2 separate regions of the Capra hircus genome follow, and region 2 is linked to region 1. The links are chromatin contacts, called in public Hi-C maps. All regions are on one chromosome and are shown on one strand. Each heading gives the region's core, a stretch centred on a gene start, on an enhancer-like site or on the middle of the called end of the contact. The rest is flanking DNA. Distances are from core to core; before and after follow the strand shown. Region 1 holds the start of KIF14 (kinesin-like protein KIF14). Region 2 overlaps CAMSAP2 (calmodulin-regulated spectrin-associated protein 2).

Evidence for each region. A called contact is a pair of places that touch in the nucleus more often than the background predicts.
Region 2: a contact with region 1 is called in a Hi-C map of liver, with 5 times the contacts expected there. The contact joins the enhancer-like site here to the promoter of KIF14 in region 1. A contact is called at or near these places in 3 of 5 Hi-C or Micro-C datasets (blood and liver).

The regions. Positions count from the first base shown.
Region 1 is chr16:77,833,245-77,840,402 of ARS1.2, forward strand. KIF14 (kinesin-like protein KIF14) reads right to left here and starts at 5,564. Exons shown (of 30, transcript XM_018060822.1): 1 at 5,495-5,564; 2 at 917-2,111. The coding sequence starts at 2,001.
Region 2 is chr16:77,979,556-77,987,205 of ARS1.2, forward strand. All of the region lies in intron 1 of CAMSAP2 (calmodulin-regulated spectrin-associated protein 2), which reads left to right. Among named protein-coding and RNA genes, the nearest start is that of GPR25, 51 kb to the right of the region's middle. Within about 2 kb of position 5,011, at least 3 of the 5 cell types and tissues checked have an H3K27ac peak or open chromatin away from gene starts, as enhancers often do.

The DNA.
Region 1 (7,158 bases), core at 4,314-6,813:
GAGTTCTCTCCCCTCATCACTCACCCACATTCTCACTAAAAGGCTCAGCGCCCTATGGAATCCGCCTCAACCGCTGGCCATGCAGGTTCAGGCCAGGGGCCTGCCCACACTGCAGTCATCACGCATGTGTGAAGCGTCGGTTCAGTCACGCTGGACTCTTCGCTGCAGCTGCCAGGCCCCTCCGTCCATGGGATTCTCCAGGCAAGAATACTGGAGTGGGTTGCCTTGCCCCGCTCCAGGGGACCTTCCCGATCTAGGGATCGAAACTGTGTCTCCTGTGTGTCCTGCGTTGGCAGGTGGATTCTTTACTGCTGAGCCACCTGGGAAGCCACAGGGTCACCATACCCTCCTCCAACTCACTTAGATCCAAACAGACTTAAAAAAAACTGCTGACTCTGTGAAGTCTTCACAGTTGTCCTCAAAGCATTTAAAGATAATCAGATGCTACGGTCACACCAGGCGAGTCTGTCTGTTTCTCGCCCACAGGCACTCATGGGGAGATTTTTTGCGGTCAAAGTCAAACCTCACAGATCAGTGTGTGTACAACCACATGTCACAGATGATACGGCGATAACCACCACCCTGGAAAGGGTTTTGGAAGGACCTGTTTGGGGAATGAGCGACCAGCTGTTGCTCTTTTTAAGGGAAAGGTAGAAGACACCACCATCTATGACAGATTTGAAAGCAGACTGCCTTAGGGACTGACGTCAGTCAGACGTTTAAAACAGATATATCTGGAGAAACTTCCATTTGCAAAATATGGTGGTTTTTTTTTGTTTTATAGCCAATCATCAAAAATATCCACATACTACCACCGAACCGGGAAGCTCCGTCTATAAAAAGGCAGTGCCAGCCAGCATGAACACGCACCAACACGCAGAGCAGGTTGGCCTCGGATAAAAAGCGGGTCACGTACCGGCTGCTGAAAGGCCTGACTCTGACCGCCACTGTCACTTGGCTGCTCTCCACCTTCAGGGGCCCTGTTTCTGCAGAGGTTTTCTGAAGTGCGGTTTCTTCCTCAAGAAGGAATGTATTTTCCCGTGACCTTTCCCTCTGACTTGCAAGAAGAGAGCTCTGGGGCGTCTGTTTAACTTGCAGGGTGGGCCTCCTGCTTCTCAGAACCAAGGCAGCGGGGCTCCGAGGCTGCAGGACGCCACGCCTAGGTGTTGACCTGGGCTCTGAAATACACTTGAAGGGTGTCCTTTTCTCTAAGCTTTCAAATCTACGTGGAAGTTTCATGGCTTCCTTCTCAGCACCCCTGTGATGCGAGGCCCCTGCTCCTGACACTCTGGTCTCCAACCTGCTCTCAGTGGGCCTAACTGCCACGCACGGTGTGCGAACAGCTTCAGTCTGACTCTGGGAACCGGCGGGCGCTCGCTCACGTAGGGACTTAAGGGCAACGTTCTCACCCACCCCACTGAGGGCAGAACGCGTCGCTGCGCATTTTCCATCAGCCTTCATTTCAGGGTCTTTGGGGTCTGGAGTTAAAGATACGGAAGGTGCAACAGGCAAGTCTTTATCACTGCTTACAGCTTTTACACTTATACCAGTTTCTGGTGAAGGCCGACTATTTTCTGTCCTGCCGCCCACATCCTGCATTCCTTTCCACTTTCCCATGCAATCTGTCTTAGTCCGACGCTGTAATGCAAGGCGTGTTTCTGCCGTTTTCGCACCGGCGTCTCCCGACTCACGACCAAGCAAAGAGGGTTCCTTGCTCCTGGTCGCTCTCCTCTGAAGTGTCAACCTCCCCACAGGGTTAGGAAGGAGGCGTGTGTCTTCTGTTTTCTTACAGGCAGAAATAACGTAAGTGCTGTTGATGTCTCTGACTTTACTTGCAGATCTCAGTAACGGATCATCATTTTCACACTCTGACGAGTCTGACCTCGGATGCAGCTTCAGCTTGCTGCCCTGGGGGAGGACACTCAGGGATGACGTCTTTGTGGAGGAAGGAACACCAAGGAGATCTCTGTCGTTTCTGCTGTGTGCGGTGGAGGCTGACATGGTGGCAGAAGGTTATTTTTAAGAAGAATGTTGCTGAAGAAATGTTAAGCTCTTCTTTAGACATTCACTTGACTTCCGGCCATTTCTTATGCAACAGTTTCCAAAATTATCTGCTAAAATAAAATAAAAAAATAAAATTTAAACTGCGCAGATTACAAACAGGCTTTAAAAACACAAGGACCTTCCATGGGAAAGTGACTTCTCAGGGGCATATATTAGGTCATGATCTCCACTGAGATATCGTTCCCAGGCAGCTTCGGACAAATCTCTGACCTCAAAGACCATACAGTCATTGCTCAACAAACATGTGCTAAGATCCCATGAGGTGCCAGGCCCTCTGGTGGATACTATGAATTTCAAAGACAAAACTCTGCTTTCATTTCCTTAGTCTAGAAAGAATGCACAGATAAAGACTGCATCAGGTCAAATGTGCCAGGTGACTTAAAAAGATGTAAAAAGCACATGTCAAAGAAGATATAAGAATAGTCAATAAGCACATGAAATGATGCTCAACGTCATGGGTCATTAGGGAAAAGCAAGTCAAAACTATAATGAGATACCACATCATACCCATTAGGATGGAAACGATCAAAAAAAAAAAAAAAGCAGAAAACAAGTATGGACCAGGACATGGAGAAATGGGTAAGCTCGTAAACTGTTGCTGGGAATGTAAAATAGTACAACCACTGTGAAAAACAGTAGAGATGGCCTCAAAAAATTAAAATTAGCATATACTAAGTCGCTTCAGTTGTGTCCGACTCTTTGTGACCCCAGGGACTATCGTCCACCAGACTCCGCTGTCTGTGGGATTGTCCAGGCAAGAATACTGACTGGAGAGGGTTGCCATGTCGTCCTCCAGGGGATCTTCCCGAGCCAGGGATCGAGCCCATCTCTCTTACGTCTCCTGCGTTGGCAGGCAGGTTCTTCACTAGTGCCACCAAATTAGCATATGATCTAGCAATTCCACCTCCGGGTATACACCAGAAAGGATTGAGAGCAGGGTCTCAAATGAAGGGATATCGGCCTACCCGTGTTCACAGCAGCATCATTCATAATAGAGAAAGTGGGGAAGCAACTCGAATGTCCACTGACCAATGAATGGCCTACCAAAACGTGGTATATCCATACAATGGAAAATTATTCAGCCTTAAAAAGGAAAGAAATTCTGCAATATGCTACAATATTGGTGAACCTTGAGGACATTATATTAAGTGAAATAAACCAGTCCCCAAAAGACAAATAATATATAATACCACTTGTATCAAGTACTTATAGTAGTTAAAATCAGCAGCAGAAAGTATAATGATGGTGGCTAGGGAAGGGAGCACGGAGAGTTATTATTTAATAGATGCAGAATTTCAGACTGACCAGATAACTAGAGTTATGGGGTGGATGGCAGTGATGACTATGTATTTAAGGATGTACATTTAAAAATGGTTAAAATGAATAAATGCTAGAAAAGAGAACATGTCAGCAGAGATTTTTTTTAAGTGCCCCCCAGTTTGGGGAGCAGTGAGGGGGACTAACAGACACCCCAGCACCAAAGTTAAAGACCGGAGTGAAGCATTTCTGCAGGTGCTGAATGCACTCGACATGCAAGAACGCCTCGGGGAGATGAGCCTGAGAGGTGTCACAAGGCAGCTCATACCCAAATAAGTACCAGAGACAATAAATACAAGCACTGTAAAGTAATCGCTTGTGTTGAGAAAACTTATGCAAGATCAGTTAAGTATTCAGCCTGCCCTCTAGCAGTCAGACAACAAAGTTGACAGGAATGTAAGCAAATACGTGTCAACAATATCTATCCAGTAGTTACGGAGAAGGCAGCGGCACCCCACTCCAGTACTCTTGCCTGGAAAATCCCATGGGCGGAGGAGCCTGGCAGGCTGCAGTCCATGGGGTCGCAGAGAGTCGGACACGACTGAGCGACTTAGCAGCAGCAGCAGCAGCAGCAGTCATGTTTAGAAGAAAAGAGAACAGCAGACACAGCTGAGGTCTGACTTCCCGTCAACGCTGCATCCAACTGGTTATACTGACATGAACAAGTCTTTAAATTTGCATGTCTGATTCTAACTTGAAAATGACATCTGATGAAACTATTTCATTGTGAAGGCAAAGAAAGGAACCCTCATTTAAAACAGAGTGAGGGGTGGGAGTGGAGGGTATCTGAACAGGAGCTCTCATGTTTTATCCCTTGCTATATTCAGACTCTACAGGAAGAAGCTAGTTCACATCCCAGGGCAAAGAGGAAGAAAGGTTTCATCCTCACCCAGCAACGGCCCAGTCAATGAAAAACTAGCAGCTCAGCCACTAGGAGGTCATCACCACCCAGGCTGTCCCTCTCCTCTGACGGACTGTCATTGAATTCCCTCCTTTTCTCCACACAGGCAGGCCTCATCTGGCTTAGGGGCTTCGCTTTGTTGCCCCTTCTGCATTTTTGTTACAAACTGAATGTTTGTAGCAACCGTGCGTCAACAAGTCAGTGCCGTTTTCCCAAGTGAGCATCTGCTCTCTTCAGGTCTGCGTCACAGCTCTGGAAATTCCCACACTTTAAACGTTTCCATTAGATGCTACTGGTCAACGCGATCTGTTGCCAGTGGAACTGATGTTAGTAGGAGGACTCCTGAAGGTTCTGATGATGGTTACCGTTTTTACCAACAAGTATTCTAAATGAAGGGATATACATTGTTCTTTAGACATAATACTACTGCACACATAACAGGCTACCATATAGCACATGTGTAACTCTTCAATGAAACAAAACATTCAGGAGACTGGCCGCGCCGTCCCCCTGAGCGCACACGATCTGGGAGGCGGAACCAGCTGCCCCTCTCCTGGGGCTGGTCCCCACTTGAAGCTCGCCGTGAGCTGCAGCTCTCTGCTGCTCCCACAGAGACTCGTCCTGCTAATACAGCAACTAACCGTCGTATTTTTAAAAGCAACCCCAGAGATCATGACTCTGGAGGCACAAAACAACAGAGGTTCATTTTTAAGTAACCTGTGCAAGTTCCAAATCATTAACAATCATGCCAGGATCGAAGCATCTCCCATCACCTTCTAACTAAAAGCAGGCAATCTTTTAAAGATTTCCTGATACGGAAGTAAATACAGAAGCAAGAAGAAACCGAGGACTTGACCCGCAGCTGAAAACCGGCTGCTATTTACAAGGAGCACGACAGCTCGGGGTCTGGGGAGGGGCGGGGGTACGCCCCGGGACACTGGAGGGAAGGGGTGCCCAGACCCCGGGGTGGGCTCACAGCGGCCACCCCGCCGCCCGGCGGCCACGCGCCCGGAAGACGCCCTCCGAGGGGTCCGCGGCGGGGAGGGCGCGGCCCGATCCCGCCCCTGGCCCTCCCGGGAGAACCCCGGCCCGCCGCCCTTGGAGACCCTCGCACCCGTCCCCGGGGGCCCCCGGCCCTCCCGGACTCCCGAGCTGTCCACCCACCCCACCCTCGCCCGCACCGACGCGCCGCCCCCGGACCACAGCCCCCACCTCGCAGGCTCCTGGCCTCCTCGCGCCGCTCACGCCTCCGCTGCCGCCCCGCGGTTTGAATACGCGCCCCGCCCTCTGATTGGCTGCCGGGCGTCGCGCACGCACGTCTTCCCGGAAACGCGCGCGCATCTCCTAGGCAACGGCCCCGCCCCCTGGGTTGCGCGCGCCGCGCAGGGACGCGGGCGGCCGGGGCGCGGACTGCGGGCGGGGGGCGCGCTCGAGGGGGCGGGGGCGCGGACTTCGAGCGGCGGGGGCGCGCTCGGGAGGGAGCGGGGGCGCGCTCGGGGTGCTTGGCGGAGGACGCGAACGTTGATGCCCTTGTCCAGCTCCGGAGCAAAATGAGCACCATCCGTCCGCCTCGCCCCCGGACCTCTCTGTGCAGAAATAACTGCGTGCCCCCTCGGTAGCCACAGCCATTCACGGTTGTCTAGGATTTCGGGTGCAAAGCCTAGTGATGGGAAGTGCGCTGAATGTCTTAGATGGAAGTTTTTCATTTAATCCTGAATACCTTACCAGGTAAATATTAACATGATCCCCCAGTTTACCAATGAGGGGCTGAAGTTTACAATTAAACTTGTGAAAAATTAGACAACTAGCTGGCGGTGCAACTAGAATTACAAGCCCACCTCGTGAGATGCAACTCAGTTTCTAGAAATATCCTAATAAGGTTTTGAAGCACGAAAAAATAAGTATACTTGCTGAAAATTAACCAGATGAACGAGACGAACTCTAGTCGAAAAGATATTTTAAAGTAACTTTTTTAAATAGCAAAAAGTGCAGGTAAAGAAATTGGATTCAGCGGGATAGGAAGAGAAATTAGAAGGGACTCTGAATGCATAGAAAAATTGAATGTATAATAAAATGCTCATTCTAAAACTCTAAAATTCATTCTAAAATTTATTGAAATTAAGTTATAGAGCAACCATCAGAAAAAAAGAACGCAGTATTTATCAGGTCTATGGGAAAATAATCAAGTCTAGAGAGCAAAAGAAGATATGGCAAAGGAGAAGACCGACAAACACAAATACATAAAAATTCTAAACTCATACATAGTTCAAAGTAATGAAAATGAAATGAAGTAAACTAGAAGAATACATTAAATATGGCAGAAGGTATAAAGATACCTTTCAACATGACAAGTAAAAAAAGTTTATAAGTAGAAACAGATAGTTCAGTTCAGTTCAGTTGCTCAGTCATGTCCAACTCTTTGTGACCCCATGAACCACAACATGCCAGGCCTCCCTGTCCATTGCCAAATCCTGGAGCTTGCTCAAACTCATGTCCATTGAGTGGGTGATGCCATCCAACAATCTCATCCTCTGTCATCCCGTTCTCCTCCTGCCTTCACTCTTTCCCAGCATCAGGGTCTTTTCCAATGAGTCTATTCTTCACATCTGGCCAAAGTATTGGAGTTTCAGCTTCAGCATCAGTCCTTCCAATGAACACCCAGGACTGATCCCCTTTAGAATGCACTAGTTGGATCTCCTTGCAGTCCAAGGGACTCTCAAGAGTCTTCTCCAACACCACAGTTCAAAAGCCATCAATTCTTTGGCACTCAGCTTTCCTTATAGTCCAACTCTCACATCCATACATGACTACTGGAAAAACCATAGCCTTGACTAGACGGACCTTTGTCGACAGAGTAATGTCTCTGCTTTTTAATA
Region 2 (7,650 bases), core at 3,761-6,260, 150 kb after region 1:
AATGTCCTCGTAGCTTCTCTTCAGCCCTTTCCGGATCAGAAGCCGGTCAGAGGTCGTCTGCTTCTCTTGTTGGCCTGTCCTGCTCGTCTGCGTCTAAAACAGTTGCCTCTCCCCCCTTATTTTATTATTCAATCATGACATTAACATTTTTGAGGAATGCAAGCAAGGTGGCTTCTAGAATATACCCTGATCCTGATTTACCTGATTTGTTTCCTCACGATGAGGTTCAGATTGCAGCCTTTGGACATGAATGCCATGACGTGAATAGGGGTGTGAGTTATGTGACATGAATAGGTGGTATGTGTTACATACATGAGCGCTGTGACATGAATAGGTGTGTGTGTGTCTGTGTGTTATATACATGGATGTCGTGACATGAATAGGTGGTGTGGTATATGACATGAATTCCATGACATGGGTAGGTGGTGTGTGTTATATATACATGAATAGGTGTGTGTGTGTGATATGACATGAGTGCTATGACATGGGTAGGTGGTGTGTGTGATGTGACATGAACGCTGTAACATGAATAGGGGTGTGTGTGTGTGTTATATACATGGATGCTATGACATGGATAGGTGGTGTGGTGTATGACATGAATTCTGTGACATGGGTAGGTGGTGTGTGTTATACACACGGGTGGTGCTGAATCAGTCTCCTTGTGTCCCGTCACTGGAGGCTCTGAGGGTGACCGCTTTTCCTTTGAAGCCGCGGCATCCTGTGGGCTGATGCTTTGGCGTGTATTGGCTCCCCCAGCGGTCTCAGCGTCTCGGGGTGGCCTCTGCCAGAATCAGTGACTGCACTGGTGGTTGTGATGCTGTGATTTAAGAATTCTCTCACTCCTTGTCCATCTGTGACTGGACAAATGGACTGTGTTGTGTTGTGATTCATTCTTGTCATTAATCTTTTTTATGCTCGTGTAGGCTTGTGTTTGGCCAGTGGGGGCCCCTTTAGGCCGGTTCCTATATCCATTTGACAGTTTTTAAATCCTTTTTTCTTTCTGACACAACTAGATATTCCAAGCTTTCTTTGCGCTTTTCTTAATCTCTGACTTGGAACAAGCCGTTCCAAGAAACCAGGATCTGGATACAGGCCCACTCATCGTGTTCTTGCTTCTAGGCCCTTTCTTCAAGATCCTAAGGGGGCTGCTGAACCCTGATCATGTGTGGCCGTCCACAGCCATACCACCCTGAACGCACCCCATCTCGTCCAAACACACTGCCGTAGACACAGGGCTTCCCAGGTGGCTCAGTGGTGCGGATTCCGCCTGCCAAGCCCTGGGTTTGATCCCTGGGTCGGGAAGATCCCCTAGAGTACGACATGGCAACCCACTCTCGTCTGGAGAATCCACTGGACAGAGGAGCTCTGAGGGCTACAGTCCCTGGGGTCACACGGAGTCGGACACGACTGAGGAACCGAAGGCTGGAAGGACATCCACATACACGCAGGAGTCCTGTCACCCGGAATTGACAAACACGGCTTCAGTCTTCCGGCGAGCGCCAGCCGCATGCAGCTCTCGGGGAGGGGGACAGTCACGCCACCCCCAGTGCCCCTCCACCGGCCCAAGTCCCCACGCCTCCGCGTCTCCTCGGCGCCGGGCGGTGGCCGAACCTGCACTGGGGCTGGAGCCCGAGCCACTGTCTGGGTGCTGCAACTGCGCCCGGGGCCCGCCTCCACCCGGCCCGCCCCCTGATGGGATCGGCGGCGGCTCACCCCACTTGTACACAGGGACACCGCAGGCCCTGTCTGGGATGGCAGTGTGGTGTGGAGTCGGGGTTGAGCCCTGGCACTCTTCTTGCTGTCACTGGCGCTGCTGGACCGGAGGAGGTGCAGGCCGGGCTCTGGGAAGCCCCCGTTGGCCTTGGTTGTGGGGGTGATGGCACGGTCAGTCTGCTGTGATGAAGGGCTGTGGAGGTGAGATTCCTGCTAGGAGGCTGGCCTGGGCCCTCTGAGGTTCGGGGCCAGGAGATGCGTGATTTTCAATGACTGGCCACACTGAGAACCGCCGCTGTAGACTACTTCCTTTGTTTACCATGTGTATTTGCTGCTGGCGTGCAGTTCCTGTCTGTGTCCACCTGATAGAGCCCTAGTTAACATCCGTAACTTGCTGCTTGAGGTTGGTTGGTTGTTTTGAATGATGTGGTTTTTTTAATATTTTTTTTTTTAATGTGGACCATTTTTAAAGTCTCCACTGAATTTGCTACAGTACTGCTTCTGTTTTCCCACACGAAGCATGTGGGATCTTCACTCCTCAACCAGGAATCAGACTCTACCCCTGCGCTGGATGAAGGAGTAATGAGCCACTGGGCCGCCAGGGAAGTCCCGCTGGAGGTTAAGTGTGGTCCAGAGGAAGTGCTGGAGCCGCTCCGGAGACACCGTGTCTCGTTGGTCTGGGACTTGCGTTTTGGAAGACAGCTGGGCTGGCCTGCGTCTTGCATACCTCCCTTTGCAGTAAAGCTTCATCTCAGTTTGGTTCAACATTGTCTTGGAAACAGTTCTCCCCTGGGTGATGATCAGAGTCACTGCGTGGGAGGGACTGAGTGGAACCAGCTCGCGTGCCCTTACAGACATGGGCTAAAGAGAGCCCCCGGCTGCCCTGTTCTGTGTCACAGGGTATTTGTTCAGTTGAGGCAGAATTAAACGGCCGCTAAGCGGGTGTCATTGTGCTGAGTTACCTCCTGGTGACCCTACTGTTTACCCTTGGCTCTTTCTTCACATGTCTGACCAGGAGGGTCTGGGTGAAATAGCAGTGTCAGTTCAGTGTGGTCACAAGCAAATGCATGTGACGGGTTGGCTCTCTTGGACGGGGCCTCCCTCGCCAGGGTTCCAGGTGCGCCTGTGTTCCCCGCGGTGCAGCAGAGCGCCCGCCCCCTTTGTGGCTCGTCCAGGTTGGAGGTTGGAGGCAGCATCGCTGTCCCTGGGACAGCCCCGATCCTGCTGCAGTTAGAGCTCAGCCCTCTCCGCTCAGTGGTCCTCTCCTTCCGTCCGGGGGCCGCCCGGCGGTCCCCTCCCTCTGTCTGAGGGCTGCTCAGTGGTACCCCGCCTTTGTTTGAAGGCCAGTGCGTTTTGCCCCTAGGACTAGCCTGCTTTTGATAGGTCAGTTGTTTTTTGTTTCTTTTTAAACTTGTGAGATTTTAGTTCCCTGACCAGGAATTGAACCAGGGCTGTGGAAGTGACTGTGCCGAGCTCTGCCTGCTGGCTGCTTGGGGATTCCCACGACAGGCTGAGCTTTTGGTGTGCTAGGATCTTGTCATACAAGAGGACAGACACTATGATTGGAAATAAATTTATTCTGGAAAATTTCTATTCTCATACCAACTATAGCAACCTATGTCTCATTCTAGCTATTAAAATAATTAAGCTTATCTAAGAAAAATCATAAATGATAATCTTTTCAAGTAAACTGTGTATACCTTTTATCCAATGAGCTAGTGCCTTAAGAAAGTGAACATAAATATCTGTGGGAGGAAACTAGTATTAATTTAGCATATTTACTTTTATCATCAGCTCATACATAAATATCTCCTACTTAAAGTTATATAGAAAGCAAGCTCATGAAAATAAACGTTTAATTCACTTTTTAACAATGTCTAAAATACCAGGCTGTCTAGAAAAATCTGTGTCGCTTCACCTTGAAGTCCTTCTAAGGACACTTTGCAAACACATGGATATGGCTAACAGCCTGCCTCAGAGCTGAGGTGGTTTATGAGGTGTTTACGTTGGGAAGGAGGCAGGGAAGCGTCAGGAGTTAGTTTGATTAGGGGGTAGCAGCTGCGATGTGACTGCAGAGTGCAGTGCGTGCGTTCCGGGCGTGCCGTGCGCTGGCTTGGGGTACTCAGCGGTGTAAGCGTGACACAGTCCCTGTTAGGACAGTCTCGTCAGAAAGAAGCGCTGTCTCCCCAGCCCCAGCGCCCGCAGCCCCCGACCTGCTCTGTGTCTCTATAGTGGTTCGTTCTGGACGTTTTATATAAATGGAGTAAGAGAGTGTGCGCGTGCGTGTGTGTGCGCGTGTGTGCGCGCGTGTGTGCGCGCGTGTGTGTGTGCGCGCGCGCGCCGCGTGTACCTGGCGCATTTTGCTCAGCATTGTTTACCAGGCTCCCGCGTTTGTCGGTCTTTACCAGGGCACACTCCATTCAGAATATCGTGGATGTATCATTTTTCCTTTCCCAGTCCGTTGATGGCCGTTTGGCTACTACGGATAACGCTACTGTGGATGTTTGTGCAGAGCCTCTGTGTGGACGCGCCTCGTTCCTCGTCCAGCGCGGGGCGGGGTTGGCACGGCGGCTGCGTGTGTGGCGCCCCGGGAGCGCGAGGGCTCCTGCCGCCCGCCGTGCTCGCCGGAGGCTGCTGTCATCTGACTGTAATTACAGCCTTCCTGGTGGGAAGTGGTATCTCAGTAGGGCTTTAAGTGCTGTTTTCCTTGTGTCTCTGTGTAAGTCAAGGATAAGTGAAAATTATGGTAAACTTGTTTATATAAATAAACGACGTGTAAAGTTCCATTTTCTGAATGGGACCTCGCTTTGACGCCCTGGTGTGGCGTGCGGGGGCTGCTGCGCGCCGTCTCGAGAGCGGGCCGTGCCGGGTCTCCGTGCGCCTGCGGCTCTCCCCCGTGTCCCTGCAGGGGCGTGGACCCCGGGCCCTGGCACTGCGCCACGGGCCGGAGTTCAGGTCAGGAAACGCCTTCTTAGTCCTGTAGCTACACCTGATAAAAGGATGTCAAAAGCCGTGAAGTAGTAGAACTTGGGTCTCATTAATCTGTGAGGCTCATTACAACCATCTCGCCAGCAGCACTTCAGTGCTCTTAATTTAGCGGCCTTAACCTTCATTTCTGATACACGCATGTGACTGATTTTTGTCCGGACTCCACTGGTCGGAGGTAACGTGACCCTGTAGCCCAGCTCTGGAAGCTGCTAGCGGCTCGGTGCGCTGCGCGCCTCCTGTGCTCGCCTTTCACTGAGACGCAGGAAGCGCCTGCCTTCCCTTCCGTAACCGGCCTTCCTGCCGCTGCTCGCGGGCGGGCTCTGTGCTGCCACCTGGTGGCCGCCTCCGGCCGCGCCCAGAGGGCCGCAGGCCGCGCGCCGGCGCCTGGGCGCTGAGCCAGACGGCAGGGCGCCCCCTGGCGCTCTCACGCGCGCCGGCGGTTCCCTGCTCTGACCTGCGCAGGTTCGGCGACCGTGCGTCTCAGCGCCGCTGGAAACGCTGTCTGGAGAGCCACTCTCAGTGCGGGCTGCTGCTGTTGCTACTTGACCTTAATTCTTGGGGTAAAAAATGGAATGTGTGTATTTAGAGACATAAATCAGTCCAGACGGGTAGCCCGCCGTTCACTTTTCACTGTTGACCTTTTCTAGCTTCATCGTGTATACAGTTTCTGTTAAACATAATTTTTAAATTCTCCACATATTATAGAGTTAAGGGGTAAAAAGTTTAAAAGTGGGTGAACATCTTATGGAAATATCTGTAAACAAAGTAGTGGAATATTTTTTTAATTTGTTCTTGAATTTAGGAATATTTTGAAGTAATCAGTGAGATAAAGTTTGTTCTGAAAATGTATTGCTGATTATACTTCTATGTAATGATCTGCATATTATTATAAGGTCGTTTCTAAGCAAGTTTTACTTTTACTCTTTTCCTTTCTCTCCCTGTCTTATGTGTATTACGGGAGTATTCAAGATGTGTGTGCACACACTCGTGTGTCTGCCCATGTGCGTGCGTGTCTTGCGAACATCATCACAGCATGCTGCTGCTCTTTGCACTCAGCGCTGTGTGGCGCACACGTCCTCCTGCCGTTAAATAGCTTGGGAGAGCGTGGACTCCTCATTGTGGCTGCACCATCGCTCCCGTTCTTGTTGCCTGTGATTGAGTGACGGTCAGTTTCATTCATGCAGCTCTTTTTTCCTCTCTTAAACTCTTATCTGTGGAATAAATTGCCAAGAGAAACAGTCTTAGTGAAGAGGACGTGAATGGCTTTACAGCTCTCAAGATGTTTTTCCACGTTTTTGTTCAGAAGAGTTATGCTTTAGAATGCTGTCAAATCCTCCTACTCAGGGCTTCCCTCTTAACCCTCGTTCTGGGAGCAGAGGTGAGAGAGACGGGACCTGCTCCCTGGCGCTCAGGTGAATGGAGAGGACACACAAACCCCCGCGTGAAGGGCGCACGGGGTGGACACTGAGTCCCCCTGAGTCTGAGGGAAGAGCCAGGGTCCCTGGACAGTAGCAGCCTGAAAGGGAGGCAGAGTGTGGGAAAACACGACTTGAAGTTCGACGGTCATGCTTGCGCTTCTTTCCTGCATCTGATGCCTGTTTATCATTTCCAGAGCACTTTTCTTGCCTGACTAGCTGACTTAGTTTCTGCCAACTGCATGACACAGTAGAAGGAGCGGACGGATTGGGACAGACCATTTGCTTTTCGGAGCTTCAGCTTCCTCACGTGAAGAGCGTGAGTGATGCTTCCTTCTGAGCTTTAATGGTGATAAAAGGTGTGTGTTATCTCCAGTCTTATTTCAGAACAGATTTGAAATGGAAGAGCTGGTATGTTAGTAAAGTACTCAGCACAGCATCTGAGTCACCACTGGTTTTCTGATGGCCGTCATCAAGCATGCAGCTTCGGACAGGCCCCTGCCCTCCTGTCAACACTGCTGAATGTTCAGTGCCCTGGTCCCCACCTCCGAGTCAAACCTAGGTCCTAACCTCCAGAGTCGAGCTCACGCTTCCCTCATTACAGTGAGCGGTAGGTCAGCTCCTTTCCTTCCTTCAGCCCCTGTTTGTTGCCAGGCGCTGTGTCTGGTCCAGGGAATGCGAAGGTACCTCCGAAGATGCCCTTGCCCTTGGGGTCTCACTGTCTCACCAGGGAGCCAGTGCCCATCCTGCAGCCAGCCAGTCTGTGGTCCTCAGCCAGCTGCTCAGTAGCCTCGTCCGAGGAGCTGTGTGAAGACGCCGTGGCCTGTGGCCCCTTCAGGTAGTGAGTCAGGACGTAGCACACGTGTCACTGAGTCTGTTGTGCTCATCATTTCACAGGGTCGCGTGTCCAGTCTTAAACTCACACACTGTGCTGTGTCAGTAACATCTTAGTAAAACTGGAAAAGAAGCAGGATTTCATGCGCGTGAGAACAGCACTCTGCGGGGAGCTGGCCTCCCTCTGTGGGAAGAGCGAGCTGGAAAGGGGGTCAGAGGGCGGCAGTCGGACCAGCAGCAGGACGTGCCTGCACGTGGGGGTGCGGGAGGCCGCCTGGCATGGGGAGAGCGGAGCTCTGCCGCGGCTGCTCCAAAGGGAGAGCCGACGGGGGAAGGAGATGCCGGCTGTGAAGCTGGACTGAGAGGTGGAGCCAGCTAGTCAAGAGTGCTCCCCTTTTTAAGGAGTTTAGACTTCACAGTGCAGAAGATGAGGCCGACTTTATGGGAGTATGAGATGGTGGCATCTCTGATTTGGAAACATAACTAGTCCCCAGTTTATAACATCTTCAGAAGTCACTCCACACGGATTTAAGGTAATATTTAAAAAAAAGCATAGTATTCTTATATTCTTGGGGGGTGTGGAGCCTTTTGTAAACTTGGGAGGAACTGCAGGCATTGAAGAGAACATTAAGATTAACAGGTTTTACCAAGTAAATATTCAATATTTAGACCTTCTCTGCAATATAATATTTAGTTCAGT